Regions from separate parts of the Xenopus laevis genome. Here region 2 is linked to region 1. Evidence: chromatin contacts called from public Hi-C data. All regions are on one chromosome and are shown on one strand. Each heading gives the region's core, a stretch centred on a gene start, on an enhancer-like site or on the middle of the called end of the contact. The rest is flanking DNA. Distances are from core to core; before and after follow the strand shown.

What was found. A called contact is a pair of places that touch in the nucleus more often than the background predicts.
Region 2: a Hi-C map of the XL177 cell line shows a contact between it and region 1, with 2.4 times the contacts expected there. The contact joins two enhancer-like sites. A contact is called at or near these places in 3 of 4 Hi-C or Micro-C datasets (the XL177 cell line, the XTC cell line and animal cap).

Annotation. Positions count from the first base shown.
Region 1 is chr4L:58,960,834-58,967,488 of Xenopus_laevis_v10.1, forward strand. The region is part of intron 2 of gse1.L (genetic suppressor element 1); the gene reads right to left. Among protein-coding and RNA genes, the nearest start is that of gins2.L, 58 kb to the left of the region's middle. Within about 2 kb of position 4,783, at least 1 of the 7 cell types and tissues checked has an H3K27ac peak or open chromatin away from gene starts, as enhancers often do.
Region 2 is chr4L:59,067,179-59,073,569 of Xenopus_laevis_v10.1, forward strand. The region is part of intron 2 of gse1.L (genetic suppressor element 1); the gene reads right to left. Among protein-coding and RNA genes, the nearest start is that of gse1.L, 150 kb to the right of the region's middle. Within about 2 kb of position 3,478, at least 2 of the 7 cell types and tissues checked have an H3K27ac peak or open chromatin away from gene starts, as enhancers often do.

The DNA.
Region 1 (6,655 bases), core at 3,533-6,032:
CGAGAACAGCATTTTGATTTTGTCCACACCACAAGTAGTGGTGGTGATCAGGACACTACATGCTATAGCCAAGGGTTCATGCGTACAGCAGAAATATTTGCAAGAATCTTATGAAAATCAAATGCTGTACCTTTCAACACACTCACTTTGTGGAGAGCATTTCACTGCAACTGCTTTTTACTACCTTTGTCATGTTATATCCTGGCAATAAATGGAACAATAACAAGCAAACTTAATTGCTGCACATACCCTCCAAACTCTCAACAAATTCATTCTTTCCACATAAAGACATATCTTAAGGATGGAAACTCTTTACATGCATGCCTAATTGCTACTTAACGACACTTTCTGTATCCCCAGTGTCAGCTAATTTTCTCTATGAAACATGGATGGGCAAACATCTGAAATCTCATTTTCCTACTGTTGCCATTGAACTACAAATCTTCACATTCACTGGTGGTCATTGATATAAAATGCTTACAGGGGCCATCCTAACACCAGAGGGAATTGCACAATACTGAAAACCAAAGAAACAAAATTTCCCTGGCAGTGCAAGACATGACATGCCAGATCTACCGCTAGCCACTTGATGGCAGCAAATAGTTGCTTTATTTGTGCTTTTAATTGGACAGTATGCATTTTTGTAAAACTCCCTGATGAGGGGATTTTCTTGTGCTTTTGCATGTCACAGGAACAGCAAGCTATAAACCCTTATGGCTGAGATCTAATCTATCATGCATATGAAATCCATGAATACAACAAGTATTGCCTGCCTGCCAATCCAATGTCTTTCTCATAAGTGTGAGCCTGTATAAGATCCTGTTATATATACCCACTTCCCACCACAAAGCACATTTCCTGATATATCTACCGCACAGTAGTACTTACACTGCTAGACGAGTGGCACTCCATCATTTCCCCTGACACTAGGTACATTCTGTCTAAAAGCACACGCTCTTCTGCCAAAGGAAAGAAAGAAAATAGGACAGGGGAGGATGTCTTTTGCACAATCTTTACCAGGATTAGATTTCTAACAGACTGCTGCAGAAACCATATTTGAGCAAATGCTCTAGATATAGTGGCCAAGGCCTAGCAACTGAGCCACACAGGAGAAGCCTGGCTCTGGGCATTGTCCATGAAAGGTTCCATAGAGGGGGTGATAAGATGTGTGCGTTCAACTATAGAGGTTACATGGCATGGATGTATTCATTAGTAGGCAAAGGCACCCAGAGATTTTTTTTATACTCTGCTCTTGCATCGAGTCTTACAACATCTGTGCCTCATTTTCACTATGTTCCAAATATTGTCCTATCCAACAAAAGAGAAATCCCTCTGAGCTGTTAGGGGCTTATAAAAGAATGGAAAATTGCACCAAGCACAGCAGATCAACTTTCTAAATAACAGAGCTGGAAATGGCCAGGAGCACCAGTTCTGAACTGTATTTTCTATCTACAATAAAAAAGGTTAACGTATCAAATTTTCTCCAGACTACTGTCTACAATAATTAAAGGCCTTTGCTCCTGTTTAGTCCTGTATTTTATAATTAAGTTCTGCCTCTCCAATTAGTCTGGCAGCTCAGTGGTTAAAGTATCATATGCAGATCCCTTTCCCAGTTCACATCTGAACACCCTGTACTAATTTTTTTTAAACATTTTATGATTTTCAGAATAATGGAGTTTCTGGCAACTCATGCTACCTTGTAAAATATGGCCAGAGAGGGAGATGTCTGACATCAATTATCAGAAGTCTGTGCTCCGAAGTGTGCAGATGGCAAAATCACTATTTATTGCTCTAGCAGGATGGGAGGGGAGCCTCTTTGCATGAATCATGCTGGCGGGTAGCAGAGACCTCTCCCTTTACCCATTTTTCACAGGCCTGGGTTAAAATGTAGCTAACAAAATCTAGAGAGATTTGAAGGGAATTTGGGGTAATCGCTTTCTTTTAGTGATAAATTACTTTGCCAATATAGAATTGCTTAAGAGGTCTATGAATTCAATGCAGTATGTTCACAGGGCAAGTAAGAAAGAACCGGGAGCAGCACAAACATGTATGTACATACAAGGGCAGCTGAGCACTAAGTGTAAAAGGCCTGATCAATTTTATGGCACTGTTCTGGTGTCAGGTTTAGGGCCTGGGTCATCTGCCCTGCATTACACCATGGCACAAACAATGCCATTTTCTCCATCCTTCTAACCCTTTTATATGCCAGTAGAAAATCGATTTTCTTAGTGTACTGTTTCAATCTTTCCAGCAAAATTACTCACCAACATAGGTCAACCGGTCTATTTATAGACAAATAGCATAGTGCCTTTTTACCCATAAGGGCAGGGGCACACAAAGCTACTGGGGAGACTTCGGGCAACTTCGGAAAATGAAGTATCATAAAGGCTAGTGTGATACTAAATTCTATTGTTAGTATAGATATGGGTATACACAAGGCCGCCATCAGGGGGGCACAGGGGGTACAAGTGTACCTGGCCCGGCAGTGCTGAACTTTTCGAAAGAGCCGGGGCCCCCTTGACAGCACCAAAGCCGTGCCGCCTCCTTCCGAAGTCCCGAACAGTGGAAATGTGGAAGTACCGAAAAAGCCGAAGAGGCGAACAGACTGAAGCCACGGAGACCCGAAGTCACGATAACAGACGTAATTGAAGTCCTGAAGTGGTGAAAGGACCCGAAGTCACAAAAAGGAGGCAAAGTTGAAGTCCTGAAGCCACGAGTTCAATTCCTCTGAACACCAATGTGTGTTTTTTATATTTTTTTAATCCCCTGGCCACCAATGTATTATTTTAATACTCTATAGGCCCCTGCCACTAATGTTTTTTTAAAAAAATATTCTTTGGGACCCCAAGTTTTTTTATACTTGTAAGGGGGGCCCTAGCACCAATGTTTTTTTAAAAAAAATGTTCTCTGGGGCCCCAATTTGTTTTTTAACTTGTAAGGGGGGCCCTGGCACCAATGCTTTTTTTTTTTTTTAAAAAAACACGTTATGGGGGGCCCTGGTTACAATATATATTTTTTAACTTAAAGGGGGGGCCCTGGTCCCCAATAGTTTTTTATAACTTTATAACGTGTGGGGGGGTTACCTTTTTTAGCGCTGATGTCTGTGTGGTCTTTTAACTGTGATGTGGAGTGGGTGGAGGAAGAGAAAGTATTGTATGAGCTGAACATTTAATTTCTGCATTTTTATATTTTATACATTTATAGACAAGCTGACATATTGCTTACCTCTTATTCTAACTTGAAAATTCCTCTCTCTTGAGAGCAATTAAGCATAGTCTACTTTGTATCACTACGGCACCAAACAGGTGCATTTTTACCCGGAAGTAGAGTGCCAGCCAATTAGAATTTTGCCATCACTGCAGTTGACCAATCAGAATGAACTGCTGGACACGGGCTACAACTAAAACAACACCTATTGTGCAATTTACAATGTAATCTACAGATACTTTCTGTAACAGAGAAAATATAGTGCATGAAACAGGCTCTTCTCATAGTAATGAAATGGACTATATGGTAAATATGCTTTGTGAATAGGATAGTTAAAGGTCTTACACATGAGTAGTGGTTGACTGGAAACTGCAGAGAATGACACCACTCTGTGTGCATTTACCAGTGTTTGATTTGGCTCTGAACCCTAGTGATAACTCCCAGTGAAATATTTTGAGGTCTCACAAGGTTATCACACCAGGGTGTGTTAACAAGGCACTTTCCAGTATGATCAATGGACAGCAAAATTAACCTCTTCGATGCTAAAAGAATATTCAAAAACATACAGTATGGCTGCAAATATTAATGATTGTATTCACGTGATAGTATATATTGACCCAAGGCTACCTTTCATGCAATACAGAATAAGCCACTCATGTACCCTTTATGATACTGCACTTCCATATAATACATGCCCTATCTGTAATTTAGCGTCTGATATTTATAACAGGTGCATTCCATTGTGAGCAGATTCATAGGGGTTCTCAGAATGAATGTCTGTACTATACTGTGCCAGGGCAGGTGTGGGACATGACTCTTCACTGAGGCCATAGGTTACTAAATAATGAATTCAACAAAGAATTTAATGTTATATCTCCCAAGAAGATTAATATACACGATAGGCAGAAGTAAAAATCGAAGGGGTTAAGTGTGTATACTGCTATCTGTTTCTTTATTGTAGCATATAAACAGCTGACGTTGGCTACCTGCCCCACTACACACACACACACACTGTTTAGAATTTGCATGTTGCTCTGCACCTAAGGAAGCATAAACAAACTTTTGCATTTGCATGCATTTAAACAAAGACAGAAGCCTCTGTTTTGAGTTCCTGCTTTTACAGTATACATGGGGGGGGGTGTGGAACATACTGCCTTAATGTACCACATCCCCATCTAGACCAAAGTCATCAACACACCATTCGCTCTGAGCAGTTTCCCTAGCAGCACCGTGTTCTGCACAGCACCCAGTATTAATTGGCCACGCATCATTCTATTGTACTACAAATGAGCAACGAAACTGTTAATACAACACAGGGCTGCTTCAGAAAGAGGAGGGAGGAGGGTGCTGCTGGCAAGATGTGCTAATTTTTACAGCACCCAAAAGACATTCTGTGGCTCACGAAACCCGCGATGCGCCTGCCCGTATTTATCTAGTGGGTGTGGGAGATACTCTGCAAGGTAAACACGGATCTGGCATTGTCTGTGGGAGATGGAAAGCCACGGACTCTGCCATAAACTAGGGATTAGCTGATGACGGGCCCTATTCACACCCTGTGTGAGGATATGGCTTTAGGTTTAACTCAAGACTGCAGACATAAGCTTGTACAAAATGCACTGTGTTTACACTACACATACATACGCACACAAGCACTTAACCTTTTTGTTCCTGGTTCCTAACAGCAATCCTCTTAACTTATTCCTGCGGCGCTTAGGGCTGAAGGTTTTAATAGGGTTAGTTATAATAATGGATTATCGTAACTGCAATACCTTAAATAGCACAGTTGTGCCCTAGCAAGTCCAGAGAAACTTAGCACATCTCTACTCTTTAATGAAACCCTATCAAAATGATTTGCCTTGTATATGTTATGTTTGAGCTCCTGCCATATTTGGTCAGATCCTCTGCAGTTTATCCACACATCGACTATGCCGCACGGTTACCATGAACTGCTACCAGTCATAGAGATGTTATGAGGGTGATAATGATCCAGTTTTGCACTTCCCTATAAGGTCGCAAAGTGTCCAGTTTTAGGGCAGGGGCACATGGGCAGATTCGGGGAGATTTAGTAGCCTGGTGACTAATCGCCTCTTCTGCAGGGCTACAACCCCCCTGAGCTGCCTTCCCCCTGCTAAAATGAAAAATCGCCTGCGCCAATGCACTTGCGGAGCTTTGATTTCCAAAAGTCACCCGAAATTTCCTTGTGAGGCAACTTCGTAAATCGAAGCACGGCGAGTACCATTGCGCTGGTGTTTTCTCATTATAGCAGGGGGAAGGCAGTTCGGGGAGATTGTCGACCCACAGAAGAGACGATTAGTCGCCAGGCAACTAAATCTCCCTGAATCTGCCCATGTGCCCCTGCCCTTAGAAGTGACATTGAACCAATGAAGATCAGAACCATAATTCGATGCTGGCAGGAGGCAGGCTGCCACATTTCCAAGAGACAATTAACTATGGGCATAGGTTTTCATAGGCATGGTACCTTGTTAAAACCTGAAAATTGTCAGTAACTTTAGAGCATCCAACAATTTAAATATAGACAATGCATCCACCTACAATTGCATCCACCTACATACAAGTTTTAACCATATGTTTTTTGATATTACCTAACAAGATTTAAATGAGACTAAACTGAAAGCTGAGTCTAATACTAATAGACAACAATCATTAGCAAATACATCACTACATAGGTTGGATTGCTTTTTGCACTTGTTCCTGCTCACGCTGCTTGGATCTGACTGACCAACAAACAGCTGCATGATCCTTTTGGATTGGTTAACAGCTGGTTAGCTTGAAGTTTTGGTTCTAGATGCCAGCCATTGTGCTTAAAGAGGTTTCCTTGAATGGAGCAGCCAGAGCACATCTGCAGCTCTTTTGCAAGACAAGATCTCCATCTATGAAGATATAAGCAGTGTTTGATATAGAATTTATCATTTTATTCCGTGCACACCAATATGGCCAAAATCTGCCCTGTAGGTTTCACGTGTACTAGATACAACAAAATAGAAAGTAAAACTTACCCACATTTTATAAGGTGCTAAACCTCAGGCAAAGGAAATGGGGGGAGAATGTTGGTGCTTCTGCCTCTTGTGCAGCCAACACCTTTCAGTGTTAATAGCTTAACCCACTTCTTTATTTGGCTTCTTTTTTTGCCACAATGTTTTCTGCTTGATCTCTGGCATTTTATACTTTAAAAATGTTTGGTTGCTTTGGTTTTTAGTTAGTTAGTTAGGTGGAGGTGCTGAATATTAGTTGACTACCAAAGCAGGCAAAGTGGGAGGCTTCAGCCAATTTGGTGTTGGCTCCTTAGCTTATTTGGGCACCAAGGCAATTAGCTTTTATGCCAATGTCACACAGGTAGGTGTCTAACAACCCAAGAAAATACATATGTTTCATAAAAATGCATTGAGCATAATTGTTCCATTATGGCTATGTTGACTTGATATGCTGA
Region 2 (6,391 bases), core at 2,228-4,727, 110 kb after region 1:
TGGTCCTGCTGCTTTTATACACGTTGCCTTCTTTTGTATTTTCACATGATTATGTAAGTTTGTTGGCTTACATGCAAAGGTGTTTTCGGTGGTTTTGTTGCCTACAATTTCCTGCACGCAAATAAACACCCCACAATATGCTCCTATGATCTGCCCATAAGCCATTAAAAAGTTACATTAGGTAAATACCACAGCAAAAAGACAGAGGCATGAGAGAGGACTTGTAGGGTTTACAACTAGTAGTTGATTTATAATAGCTCCTATCATCAAGCTCACACATGCCTTATACTGTAAATGAGAAAAAACTTTTAATCTGGTGCAGGTAATTCGCTGATTACTGCTCTGTGCCTAGGGTTGCCACCTGGCCGGTATTTTACCCTCCTGGCCAGTAAAAATGATGGTTGATCCCAATATTATTAATAGGGAAAAAAGTTAAATATATAGGAAGGCCAGTAATTTTTTCCAGAAAAGGTGGCAACCCTATCTGTGGCACACATAAAAACTGAATTCCAACTTAATAATAGATGCCTGTAGACAGCATTGAGAAGAGCTGGGATTAATGGAACGGACTACTGTTCTCTGGTATGGAGTATAGATAGTTGAGGCTCTTGGCCTGTGTAAAGTGTTTATTGTTATGCCTCTAATGGGAATTTATTGCAGGCATACTTTTAACACTGATAAATCTGTACCAGCATTATGCCTCCATACTGTGCTGCGCCTGATAACTTTGTCATTGTGTTCACACTCCACTTACAGTACATCAATGTCTTCTGTCAACAAGACGCCAAATGTAATGTGGTCGATTTTTCAGAAAATGTTTCTGAGATTATATGTTTTTTAAACACACTTCTGCTTTATAACTGAAATAATCCCTGTTGAAAGTCTCTTTTTAAATTTTTCTAGAAAAAAAAAAACTGCAAATAGTTTTAGGGCAAGGGCACATGTTACATGTCCAACATTCTCTCTGCCTGTGGTTTGTGGATCCACTCTAATCACGAGAATAAATATCTGCTTTCATGGTTTTTTCTGCTGTGGCTAGATACACTAACTACACTACAGATGCTGTACTCAGTGCAGATAGGCTGAGCTGCTGATCAGTATAGATATGGTTCTCTCTGCCTGAATACAAACAGTAGACGGAGAAAAGCGTTGGAAACATAACATGTGCTAGGGTTGCCACCTATCCGGTTTTGACCCGGAGAGCCCGTTTTTTTTGAAGGACTACCGGGGTCAAAACCCGGCATTGCCCCACCCCCCTGACAACCCACCCCCCGCAACATCACAGTCCCGCCCCCACAACGTAACTGTCCCGCCCCCCAGTCCAGAGTTTAACCGAAGAAAGATGGCAACCCTAACATGTGCCCTTGCCCATCGACTACTGCTGTCTACATCAAGAACGGTGAACTATTACCCCCCTATATATTAATAAAAATGAATTGCTGAAACAGGCACAGTACACATGTCACACAATTAATTTCAAGTTATAATGCCATGCAGAGGAGTTTGTTACACACTGAGACTCCCAACTTTGCGCCCTAGGCACGTGCCTGCTCTGCCTACCCCTAGTTCCGGCCCTGTATTCAGTTTCTTTAATGTTTAAATGATTTTCTAGTACACTTCAAGTATGAACATCCAAATTACAGAAAGATCTGTAAACCCCAGGTCCCATACCTGTACCTCAAATCTACACACTACTGCACTTGTGGGTTACACCTAGGAGTATTTTACCAGCCTGGCCGGTAAAAATTATGGTTGATCCCAATGTTATTAATAGGGAAAAAAAGAGAAATATATTGGAAGGCCGGTATTTTTTTCCAGAAAAGGTGGCAACCCTACTTACACCATGGTTAATAACACTATAGTAGAGCTTCCAACTGTTCTACTAAATAACCCTGTGTATGCCTCAATGCTAGAGGAAAGCACATCATGTGCCCCATGTGATCACTGCAGGCGTTAGAGCAGGAGCCCCCAACCTTTTTTCCCTGTGAACAGGTGCGCTCCAGCCTGTTACGACGCCTGAGGCAGCGTTCGAAATGCGCCCCCCCCCCCGCTAACAGAGAGCAAAACTTTAAATTCGGCTTTTAAAGTTACTAAGAGCACCATTTTTGCCACCCCTGCCAACCATGGGTGCGCTGCCGCCTGAGCCGAATGCCTCAACTCGCCTCATTGGTGGAGAGCTACTGCCCATGAGCCACATTCAATGCAACACAGCATTAAGTAAGTCCCTGGGGGTGCCAAGCAAGTCCTGTGATTGACTATTTGGCAACCCCTATGTGGACTTGCAGCCTACAGGAGGCTCTGTTTGTCAGTACTCCTGGTTTTATACAACCAAAACTTGCCTCCAAACCACAAATTAAAAAATAAGCACCTGCTTTGAGGTCACTGGGAGCAACATCCAAGGGATTGTGAGCAATATGTTGCTCATGAGCTACTGCTTGGGGACCACTGCGTTAGAGCAACCCATGCGCCCTAACCAAATAGAGTTGACAACAACAGAAAAAGGCTCATCCGTTCTCCGCTACACTTTCAACTGTTGGAGATGTGAACTACATCTACTTACATGACTGTGAAGGATGCTAAAATTGTTCACTACTTCCTGGGGGGGAATAATTCAATATGCCCCCTTACGGCCTGCAAATAGCTGCCTATTGGGCAGTCTACTTTATAATTACCAGACTGTAGAAAATGTCATTCTTTGCATGGAACTACAAAAAAACATTACCAAATAAAGATATGTATTTCTCAGCACAAAAAAGCAGATCTTATAGAACAATACATACAAACACAGACCAACACGTGTGACAGGTTACAAACAAAATACCATCCGTTTAGACACTCTACCAGGTAAGACTTTTCCTAACCTGGTAAGGAACTTGAATCCGAAATCAGTGGTGGAAAGCTGAGGTTTTGTCTGTAACTCACTATCCATTTCTTCTCTATATATTTTAGGTGGCAGGGATTCTTGGTTTGATCCCAGGTTAAGCAGGCCTCCTGTCATAATATAAGAATCAAAATCTGCCCATAATTTGTGGGTGCACTAACAATCGAAGGGGTGTGTTTGTAATTCTGTTAATGGGCAGTTACATCCAGTTCAGCCCCTGAAAAACACTTACAGCAAATATAGTAGGTATAAGAAAAATCATCTACAAATAGGAAATTCAACATTCCCTGGGGGATGTTGCACATGCCCGTAGCTGAGATTACCCAGAAGCCTCTGCCCTCTCCAGACAGAATCCCGTTAGACCTATCTTGGCCCGTGAATGATAGATAATAGGGCTGCAAGTGGCAGATGGCAGGCAGTTGCTCAGTGCCCTTGCTTATCAGCTGCTCAGGGTGGCTCTGTGAGGAAAGCAGATTGCTGGCTTGTTATCTCCCCTCTCTCCTGGAATACTAAAGAATCCTGCATTCCCTTCCAGTGATTACACTGAGGGACTGTTACTGCTTTCCTCTATCTGAGCAGCTCACACATACAGCCTGCCGTCCCTGACTGCTAATCCTCTGCAGGGGGAAGGAGTGCTTGGGATGCCATAGCAGCTTAATCAGCACCTGTGCCCTGCCACACACACATCAGGACTCGTCCATCTGGCCCCAGGCTACCCCGTGCCCTGAGAAGGGTTGCTTTTGGTATCAGGTATCTAAGGACAATCCTTTACATGTTCTGTCCTTCTATATAGATGTGATATATTATATACATATATTAATGCCTTCATCCTTATAGCATCTGCCCACCGTGTCTTTATTGCTGGCAGAGAGATCCCAATGTTTCAACTACAGCAGGTGCTTGTTACAGATAGGAACACAGGCAAGGTGATGAATGGTTACCATCCCATCCCCCAATCCCTCCAACCACACACACACACACAAGTTCACGCATGCAATTCTAGATGTGTGACAGAGCAGAAGGGTCACGCAGGTCATTCATATGGTTAAAAAACCCACTGACCTCTCAGCTAGAGGCTTCATACAAAGTATCAAATACAGACTTTAAAGGTCTTGAAGGGCAAAGGGCAAAAAATAAAGAGGAAAGCCCCAAACACAAGCAGTCAGGAGGTCAGGCCTTCAGGGGCTCTTGTTCTAACAACCCTTCAGTTGCCAAGTAACATTAATTGGGTTACAAGGCAGAGTGCTGAAAGGCCACGCAGCTATCTGATTTAAAACAGCAGCCATCAAGGAAACATTAGTAATTTTAATTATCACTGATTAGATATCTCCCTGCCCCCTCTCTCCTTAGGAAGAAACACTCCCTGAGTATACGCCCATCCCACTAAGGATTTAACCTAGCTTGTGATATTGCAATTATCATACATAAAAAACAGCCAGTCATGTTACACATCATGTGCTATTTATGGTTTACAATGTTTGCTTTTCAAATGTAGGTCTAAAGCCATGGTCTTATTCGCATTGTGATAATGTAGCATTTTAAACTGCAATTAACACCAGAGTTGCCAACAAGAGAGATTTTCTAAGCACTTGACCAGTAATTGGCCCAAAACGGTGCCCAATCCTCTTTCGCTGATGCAGACTTCCAGGCCAAATATATCAGGAAGGCCAGAAATTTAGACTGCACTCAAAGTTTTTTTTAATTAAACCCCACTGCTCTTTGTATTAATAATAATAATAATAATAATAATAATAATAATAATAATAATAATAATAATAATAATAATAATCATAATGATGATGAAAATATTGCCATGACTGGTACAATACTGTCTGATCATTTATATAGTTATTTAGAATGAAAATAATGTTCAATATCAGTCAGGATTTCATTTCTACTTCCCCTGGGTCTTACAGAAAGCTAATTCTGGATTTCCTGTAATTGCTCATTCTTCCCTCATTCTCCCATTATCCAGTTACATATACATTGTGTGTTGCTCTCAACTTTGTAGGTAGACCTGTGCAAATGTTGCAACTTTTCTTACATTTCCCAAAAGATATCCACATGTATCGCCCCCAACCCCCACAAAAAATAAGGCCAAAATCAGTACCTAAGGATTTGTGGTCAGGGAGATTCTAATTATTTTGTTTCCTCCTAGAACAGTAACATACAGGTCCAGTTTTGCACTGGGCTGGCAGGTGCCTCGTATGGTGAGGTTGTCAGACTAGCAGACTTTGATCTAACTTGGCCACCAACATGATGGGCCAAATCATGATGATCCAATTGTTCAGCCCATGGCCAACAATCACATCATAATGGGAGCATATGGGGAGCTCTTATGAGAGGGCCACATCAATGCACCAATGCAGTCCATGACAACAGATTCTCAATCCTGCACAATAGATAGCTCGCTAAAGGTCCATATATGGGTCAGTTGCACAAGCAGCTGGAAGAGCCCCACACAAAGGCTACCAAAAAGGTATCCACATTTATTGCCCCAACAAAAAATAAGGGCAAAATCAAGGATTTGTGTTCACAGAAATTCTAATTATTTTATTTACCCTTAGGGCAGTGACATACAGGCCTAGGGTCGGACTGGGCCAACAGGACATCGGGAAAAAACCTGGTAGCCCCTGGCCTTTGTGTGCCCACTGACTCAGACTCAATCCCCGGCTGCCCTCCGCCATTGCTCCCTAGCTGCCATGTATAAGGTGCACACACAGTGGGAAAGGTTGGCAGTGGGTAATAGGTAGGTGTCAGGGGTGCATGCAGAGGGTGGAGGGGCTGGCAGTGGGAGTGTGGGGGCCCCTGGGGTAGCAGTCCCGGTGGGCCTTGCACACCTCAGGCCAACCCTGTACAGATAGGGTTGCCACCTGGCTGGTATTTTACCTGCCTGGCCTGTAAAAATGATGGTTGATCCTAATGTTATTAATAGGGAAAAAAGATAAATATATAGGAAAGCCAGTATTTTTTTCCAGAAAAGGTGGCAACCCTATGTACAGATCAGTTTTGGGTTGGGGTTGCAAAAACACCACTACTGCAAACAAAACCTACCCATGATTGTCTTCCACTTTTGGATGCAAAAAAAGATACACACAATTGTCCTACACTGTGTGTATAAATATATATATATATATATATATATATATAGACATATTATATATTGTGGAAAGTACTGTTTATGTACAGTATGTATGCCTTGAATGGGAACCTAAACAATTAGTGCAAAATGTGCAGAATTAAGCAACTTCATAAAGTGACCAAAATTTGTATGTCAAATGAAAATCTGTAGAGTCTCCAAGAAACGCCCAAACTTTGTCTCTGTCTCTGACTGATTTACAGTGCTGAGTTAGAAACATATTTAATAAGGGAGTGGAAAAGATGTGCCCCTGACCCCTGAAAGTCTGAAAAGAAACAGAAGGCGTCTTGTATCATCAAGCAGGGTCAGAGGTTACTAGGGGGGATTCCAGAATTCCTGTGAGTCAGACAGTCAGCTGGTGACACACACTC